Regions from separate parts of the Mus musculus genome. Here region 1 is linked to region 2. A link is a contact called in public HiChIP or PLAC-seq data. All regions are on one chromosome and are shown on one strand. The core of a region is the stretch at or near the end of the contact, and the rest is flanking DNA. Distances in the headings are between cores, read along the strand shown. Region 1 holds the start of 1110051M20Rik (RIKEN cDNA 1110051M20 gene). Region 2 holds the start of Mtch2 (mitochondrial carrier 2).

Region 1 (4,022 bases), core at 611-3,110, 600 kb after region 2:
TGCTACAGCCCAAACTCAGTTCCTCTGGAAAAGTAGCAAGAGCTCTTAACTGCTAAGCTATCTCTCCATCCCCCAAGATAAATATCTTTTTATTTAAAAAACAATTTTGAATCAACTTTTCAAATGATCAAGAAATTTTAACCATCTGCCAGGTCTGGAAACTCACTCCTTTGAGTCCAACACTGGGTAGACAGAGGCAGGAGGATCTCTGTGAGTTCAAGGCCAACCAAGGCTACATAGTGAGATCAATTCTCAAAACATAAACAAAATATGTATACAGAGTTGTATTTTATTTTAAAATGTGTATGGTACATTCATATAATAAAATGTTATTCATCCATGTAAAGAAATGAGTATCAAGACACAAAACGACAAGGGGGAACCTAAACACCTACTGAAACACGAAAGAGGCCATCTGAAGAGCTTATACACTGAATGATTCCCATTATTCTCAAAGGGGCAAAACTTTAGAAGTCAATAAGATCAGTCATGGAAAGGAAAGGAGCAAGGAGAGGGGTGAATGAATGGGGGATGCACAGAGGAGTTTTAACCATGAAAAGATTGTTTTACATCTTAATGTGGATATATGAGAATATGAATTTGTCCAAGTCCAGAAAACTGTACAATACAAAGAGTGGACCCTAATATAAACTATAGGCTGTTGGTAATCACACTGAGCTAATATTCAGTTGCAAGAAATGTACCACACTAACACAAGAAATTAATAATAGAAGCTAAATAGAAGATACAGAGGGAAAAAACTCTACTATCAGCTCAGTCCTCTTTAAGTTTAAAACTACTCTAAATGTTTAAGCTATGAACTTTTAAATGTGTATGTGTGCATATAAGTGTATACACAAGGTCTGGAGAGATGGCTCAGCGGTTAAGAGCACTGACTGCTCTGCCACAGGTCCTGAGTTCAATTTCTAGCAACCACATGGTGGCTCACAACCAACTGTAATGGGATCCAATGCACTCTTCTAATGTGTGTCTGAAGACAGCTGCAGTGTACTTATATAAATAAAAAATAAATATCATAAAAAATGTTTTAAAAAAATAAGTGTATACACAAACGTATACAGTAAATGTGTTACACACTCACTGCAGGGTGCTTAGCAAAGTACAGTACTTAGTACCACACAGCCTTAGCTCAAGGGTAAGGTCAAGTTCTGCAAGGGGAAAATCTGATCCTAATACTAACTGTATGAGGTCTTATGCAATTGTCTCTTTAGCCTTAGTGTCTCCATCTGTAAAGTAGCAAACACAGCAATCCCTTCTATGATAATGCTGCATGCAAAATGCTTACCTCGTGCAGAATGCCTAATGAAAATGAAAAGCTCGAAATAACCGTGCACTATGAAGGCAAAATTATTATTTACAAAATGACTGAAGTCATTTCAGATGCCAAGTTTGCGTCAATACAAACCTATCAATAATAGCCTTGTTTGGGGCCTCAGATTCTTAATTGTGTTACTTAGAATGCAGTCCTCATTGCCTGAGAGCCAGTCCATATAATTCAGCCATTCTTTACTCCATAAATGTTATTTTTCATCCAGGTTTGGCCCTACATTCAGGCTCAGGCCCTAGAACCCCTTCTTTCTGTCCTCCCGTCCCATCCAGACCCGCTACCGTTCAGGCTCCGCCCCTGTCTCCTACCCACTCCTTCCCCTAACACATTACTCCTTTCTTTTCCCGACGCTGAAAAAAGCCCCTACCCAGATACTCGTAGTCCGGTAGAGCTAGGCGCTCGGGACTCAGCATCCTTTGACCGGGTAGTTTCCACGCTCCAGCTTTCTTCTTCCGGAACCCAGGTTACAGCCTGTCTCTGTTGCCATGGCACCCAGGCGGCCAGAGGAGAACTAGAAGGCTGAGAGGGTGTCACGTAAACAGTCTCCGACTGGCAACGTAGAGCCTATCACACAAGTTCCGGAAGCAGTCACTTAGAGTCTGATTTTCTTTAACTCCTATTTTTGGGATTTGGTTTTAGAATCTGTGAATTAAATTCTCTGAATGTGTCGTATTTTGTGATGCTGAAGAATTACTATCAGTGGCTCATATCTGCAATTTCTGGATTTCATAGTTTCTGTTTATTCTAACAATAATGATCATGTATGGCCTCGCCTAACACTGAGATCTCATTATCTATTATTAATCACTTTTAGGATTTACTCTTTCAAGTTGGTACAAAATGTTCTTTGTATCTTGGCAGCTTCTGGAGGTCGGGGATACGTCTTTAGCATAGAGATACTACTAAGGGCCACTGAGCAATCCAAGGGACCCCATGTGGTGAAAACAGCCTACCAACTCCTCCAAGTTGTCCTCTGACCTCCACAAATCCCCTGCCCCAAATATATATCTCGACAGGGTCTCACTGTATTGCCCAGTCGGGCTTAGAACTTGATGTGTAGACCAGGATAGCCTTGAATTTAAGAGATCTGCCTGAGCCTGCAGCTCTCAGAGGTTTTAATGTTTTAAAGGTGTGTGCCCCTACACCCGGTAAAATGCAATTTTTAAAACTACTCATCAAGTCCTCTGTAAGTTAATGACCATTCCTCTCAAATTCCCTTTAGCCGTTTGAGACTGCTTCTACTTCCTATTATTTGACATCTTGTCCAAGTGCCTTTCCTTTTTCCTACAAAGTCACTTCATTTCTCAAAGGAAATGGGTCAGAAACTAGAGCATTTATTACATATCCTCAGCTCTATCCTTTCTGAAGAAGAAAGACTATTCCTTTCTTTTCAAATAACCAGATTTTCTTATCTCCTCTCTCTGTGCAAGAACAGGAAAGAGATCTGTACAGTGTCACAGTCCAAACCTAGCAGAAAAAGCCACTCGATCCTCACTTTTGTTTTGTTTTGTTTTGTTTTGTTTTGTTTTGAAGTAAGTCCCTGCCCCTTCAACAAGGAGAAGTTTTCGAAAGAGGAGAGGTTTTGTGACAAAGAAAGAAAACGAAATTGATGTCATCAAAGGAGTGACTGGGAATCCCACAGACCACCTACACTGGAGTAAGTAAAGAGGAGGCTCTTCTCTTATGTTCTGAGGGGCCTATTCTTAGTCTCCCCAAAGGAGCTACTCAGACCTTGTAATTCTCCCTTTCCCTTAAATTTGTATATATGTCTCAATTCTAGGCTCCTGTGAGTCACTCTGAATTTGGATGTGGTAAGGAGAAAGGGACAGAGCCACACAAGGGACAGTGTTTGGTGTTCTGAGGTAATGAATTTTCCAGGTTGGTAGTTGTTGATATGAAGTCCTGCAAGTTTTGTTAAAAATAATTAACTTCTCCTTCCTCTACCCCTCCTCCATGCAGCTTGAGGGTATAGAAATTTAATGATTTTTCATATTGGGCTTATTATTATTGTAATGTAAATAGAGTAATAATAAAATTTTAAAAATTGAGATAGAGTCTTACATATCTCAGGCTGGCCTGAAACTCACTAGGTTGCCAAAGATGACCTTGAACTTCTGATCCCCCTGCCTCCATCTCTGGATTGCTGAGATTATAAGCATGGAACACCAAGTCTGTTTTATTTGAAGCTGGTATGGAAAGCAGCCATGTTAGTCAAGCACTCTATCAACTGGCTACAACCCTATCTCTAGGATGGTATTTGTTAACGATGACCATGTTGTCTTACTCCCAAGAAATCTGATTTTCAGATGATTTTCACATATTTTCATGTGTCCTCATGAGAACTAAGGCAATTACCCTGTTTCTAAGTAGGAGAACTGAGGCATGGGTCATAAAAAAAGGGACTTGCTTAATATCATCCATCTAGCCAGTGGGAGGGCTGGAAGTGGATCTCCACTACATCAACATCCAGGCTAGTGGTCTGACCACTAAACCACACAATCTTTTTTAGGGATTGTTGGGTTGGTGTTTATTTACTTATTTTTCTTTTTGTTCTGTCTTGCAAGCGACTGGGAGCTCCCAGATAAAAGCAGAAAGTTTTGAATTCAGGCTACACACTTGACATCCTCTTATTTGTGGAACATTATCCTGGGACTTGGAGAGTGCTGCTATTGGG
Region 2 (4,132 bases), core at 495-2,994:
ATATAAGTTACTAAGTAACCCATTCTAGGGTCACCACACTGAACTCTTATCAGGGATTGTCATTCATATCACATCTTTACAAATGGCCCGTTTGAACTGTGCTCTTCCTTTACTTATAATTCCGACTCCAGTTCTCTGTCCCATAACGTCATGGGTAGCTTTTGCCATGAACCATTAGGAATGTGGTGGGACATCCTCAGGTGCCCAACCCTTCAGCCCCGCGACATTCTGAGCCTCTCATTGCTCACAGGCAAATAGAATTTTTTTTCCTTCACCACCCATGCACAAATACCCTTCTTAATGGTCTTGCTGTTTCTAAGTCATGTTGAGAACTGTGTTTAATTAAGAGCAACATGTAATTTTTTTAGAATAAAAAGCTACCATTTACTATTGCATTTTTGTTGTGTATGCCAGGCTAGGTCCATATTGCTTTGAGATAATGTTTTGAAGTGGATATTATTATACTTATTTGCTTAAAAGTTTTGAAGAGTTGGGATGACCTATATAAGGTCACACTGTAACTGGCAGAGGTAGACTTTGGATGAGGCCCATTGGACTTCAAAGCCCGTGTGCCTGACCTACAAACTGCCTCCCAATATCAGCTAGTTCTGGGCTGAATAGAAGGCCATATTAGGACTAACTTCTGTATTTCAGCCAATTTCTCAAAAACTCCATATATACAGTTTCACTTAATGTTCATAAAAATACACTGAGTTAGTTGCATTGTCCTTATATTTAGATACAAACACTAAAAAATTTAAAAAGGAAAGTGACACATGGATCCAAAAGGAAAGCCAGATTCCAAACTCGGTTCCTTGTTCATTCTCAGCAGTACACACTAAGTGCTTGCACTAAGTGGTGTCTGCTACAGAACAAAGGGGCCAGAGCTGGAGCAATGCCTTTTCTTCATTTTGCCTCTAACAGCCTGGGTAGCCCGATTGGCACTGAGCTTTAATAAATCTTGAGCACTGGTACATGCCAGGCACTGGGGGAAAATAGTGTACAAAGGCCATCTCGGTTCCTGAACCCAGAGTTGACACTCTCAACTGTCAAAGACAATTTCCCAGTGACAGGTGTCACAAGGCAACGGGTAGGAAATACGGATAAAATGGATTTCGAGTAGTCAGAGAAGACATGAAAAAAAAATTTTTTTTTTTGGTCAGTATGTCACCATGTAACCCTGGTTTACCGGGTATCCAGTTTGTAAACCAGATTAGCCTTGAACTCACATATCCACATTCCTCTGCCTCCCAAGTGCTGGATTAAGGGTCTGTGCCGCCACATCTGACCCCGAGGGGGCACATTTTGTTGTAGTTGCTTTTTCTTTCCAGTACTGAGGACTGAAAGCAAGGATGTCGGGAAGTGCTCTACCACTGAGCTAATGGTAAACGCAAAATCAGGGACCTGCAGAATTCACTGTTAAGCCAGACAGGATCTGTTGTTCATTAGACATGACAACTCTAACGGAAAACAACCATCAAACTTTACGTCGTCAAAGCCTGAAAGAGGATAGGAGTATAACTCAGTTCTTCCAGTTGTTAGTCCGCTGACCTTGCCTTTGCCGTCAGGGTCACCCCACCACCACCCCATCATTACCATTCCCTCCCTACTCCTTCCGGACACTTCCGGCTTGCGCAGGCGCAAGAGAAATCGCCTTTCCTAGAGGCGCGAGGAGCCCACGCCCAGACGCATGCGCGTCCCTCCCACAAGCCCCGCCCCAGGCGGCCCCTCGCGAGCGCCTGCCGTTTCTTTGGGCGGGCCGGTGGGCGGAGCCTAAGCGGGCGGCGCGCCGCGGGCGGGCCAGTGAAGCCGGCGCCCCCGACACGTGATCTGGAACCGGCTGTGTCGCTTGGTGACTCCGTCTGTCCGTCCGTCCGCGGGTGCCATCATGGCGGACGCGGCCAGTCAGGTGCTCCTGGGCTCCGGTCTCACCATCCTGTCCCAGCCGCTCATGTACGTGAAAGTGCTCATCCAGGTATGAGTCGTCGCCCTTTCCTTCCCCGCCCGCGTCCTGTCAGGTCGCCACCGCCCTCTGCGCCTTTGGGTTGGCTCTGCGTCCCAGGCCTTCACCCTCTCGAGATGCTGCCCTTCTCTCCCCTCAGGAACAACTTCCACGGCCTCGCGCCCCTCTCGGAGACATCCCGAGGCTCGCCCCGGGCAGGCCGGCTCCCTTTCTGCAGCCAACTGCCACCCTTGCCTTCCCTGGCCGGTGACTCTTCTCAACTTTGTTTTTCCTTTCCCTGATCCTGGCCGGTTGCCACCGAGGGCTTCCCAACCCTTTTCTTGTCGCCCCTCTGATACTGGCGTTCACCTCACCTCGTTCACTCCTCCTCAGCGAAATATCTCAAACTCGAGACGTGAAATAACTCATCTATGGGCAAATTTAAAATTCTAGGAAAGCCAACATCTTATTGTTCTTACTCGGTTTTTCTATTTGCTGTTTCTACTTCTATTCCCGTTCAGAGATTTTAACACCAGATACCCGGATATACACAAGGAGCGCATTGAGAAGTGATAATGAAATCAGATTTCCTGAGGATCCATTGAGCGCTTTCACAGTAACCCATGTGGTTCATGACAATGAAAATCACGTTGGTTAGAGCTGGAAATCAGTTCTGTTTAAACACTTTAGCGAGTTTAAATGTAACATCAAACCCCGGATGTCTCTCTTGCCTCCCTTGCCAATCTGCTATAAAATATTTCTAAAGTGGTCATTTATATTCATGGGTAAGGAGGCCTACTTTTAGCTGGTGATAGTATTTTCAATTGCTCTTCTAACTTTCCCTGTGCTGATCAGGGCCATTTTTAAGCATTTATTGAGGATTGCCATACCTCATGCATTGTGTGTCCTGGAAGGAAGCAGGCTTTAGAATCCCTGTCCTCAATGTTTACCATTCTGAAAAGAGAAAAAAAAAAAAGCAAGACTCTAGAATGGACTTCATTTTTAAATTGTTCTTCATACAAATTGTTGCTAAGTTGACTAATATAAGTGTAGATGTTGAAGCGCAGAGTGAAATCTGTGTCTAGAACAGAATTGACAGTATTTCGCAGTACACGTATGAACTCACTACTCAATAGTTCTCAAAGAACAGTGATTTTAGTGACATTCAGTGTTTTTGCCTCAACAATCCAATATCCTAAATTCTGATTTCACAATACCTCGTGCGTTGCCAAGTATCTCAGGAGGTTGATGAAATTCCCAAATACTACTTTAAAGCTGCACTTTCAGTGAGTTCAGAGAGGGGGTTTTAACTCAGAAGGAAGAATTGCAACAGTAGAGCCCAAACTGCCCTGTATTTTTTTTTTTAATCTCAAGTATCCCTTTGGCACTATAATCACTGAATATATTGTACAAATAAAATGGCAATCATTAATTTTTATGGCTCTGTATATTGCTAATGAGTCTGTACATTTAACGTGGACCTAAGTTGTAATTATTTTTGTAAGTGAATTACCCAGCTGTATGCATTTGCCTTTGTTGTCTAGTTATCCATGTAGGTAGGCATTTGACGATGGCTCAGTGAATATTTTATTTTGTTCAAATATGAAAAATATTGTAAAAAATATGTCAGCTTTATCGGTAAACTAGGCTTTCCTGACACAATGGTTTGTTTCCTTGTTCTGTTTTCAGTTTAATAATCTAGTCACATGGTTTACTCTATAGACTCAACTCAAAGGGAAAGTTGGAGTTTATTGAACCCAGTCTTAATCTATCCAGCAGAACAAAAGGCTGATAAGGATGATACTTCATCAATGACTTAAAAAAACTAAACTGCATTTTTATTTGTAAAAATTATGGGGCTGAGGAGGTAGCTTGCTGGCACTGAGCATAAGGATGGACATTGGGTCCATTTCAGCATCAAACAAACACATTTGAGCCTGGTTTTCTTTTTACAAGACCTTGTAGCCAAAGTATTCCTGGGTATTGCTCAGTGTTGATGCATTCCTTTGTTTTTAAAGGTGGGATATGAGCCTCTTCCTCCAACAATAGGACGAAATATTTTTGGGCGACAAGTATGTCAGCTTCCTGGCCTCTTTTGCTATGGTAGGTGCCTTTGATTTATCTGGAAGGGTTGACATTGAAGGTTGGAGTTACTAAAAGAAAATACACAGAAGGCATGTTGCCTTGAAA

What was found. HiChIP or PLAC-seq counts read pairs in DNA pulled down with a chosen protein or histone mark.
Region 1: a contact with region 2 is called in an H3K27ac HiChIP or PLAC-seq map of microglia, with 7 times the contacts expected there. The contact joins the promoter of 1110051M20Rik here to the promoter of Mtch2 in region 2. A contact is called at or near these places in 6 of 39 promoter capture datasets (embryonic stem cells, hematopoietic stem and progenitor cells, hippocampal neurons and 2 more), 2 of 115 datasets of contacts at active chromatin or transcription factors (bone marrow-derived macrophages and microglia) and 1 of 9 other capture datasets (adipose tissue).

What each region holds. Positions count from the first base shown.
Region 1 is chr2:91,442,854-91,446,875 of GRCm38.p6, forward strand. It overlaps 1110051M20Rik (RIKEN cDNA 1110051M20 gene), which reads right to left and starts at 1,861. Exons shown (of 9, transcript NM_175123.5): 1 at 1,716-1,861. The coding sequence starts at 1,761.
Region 2 is chr2:90,845,411-90,849,542 of GRCm38.p6, forward strand. Mtch2 (mitochondrial carrier 2) reads left to right here and starts at 1,745. Exons shown (of 13, transcript NM_019758.3): 1 at 1,745-1,975; 2 at 3,961-4,045. The coding sequence starts at 1,889.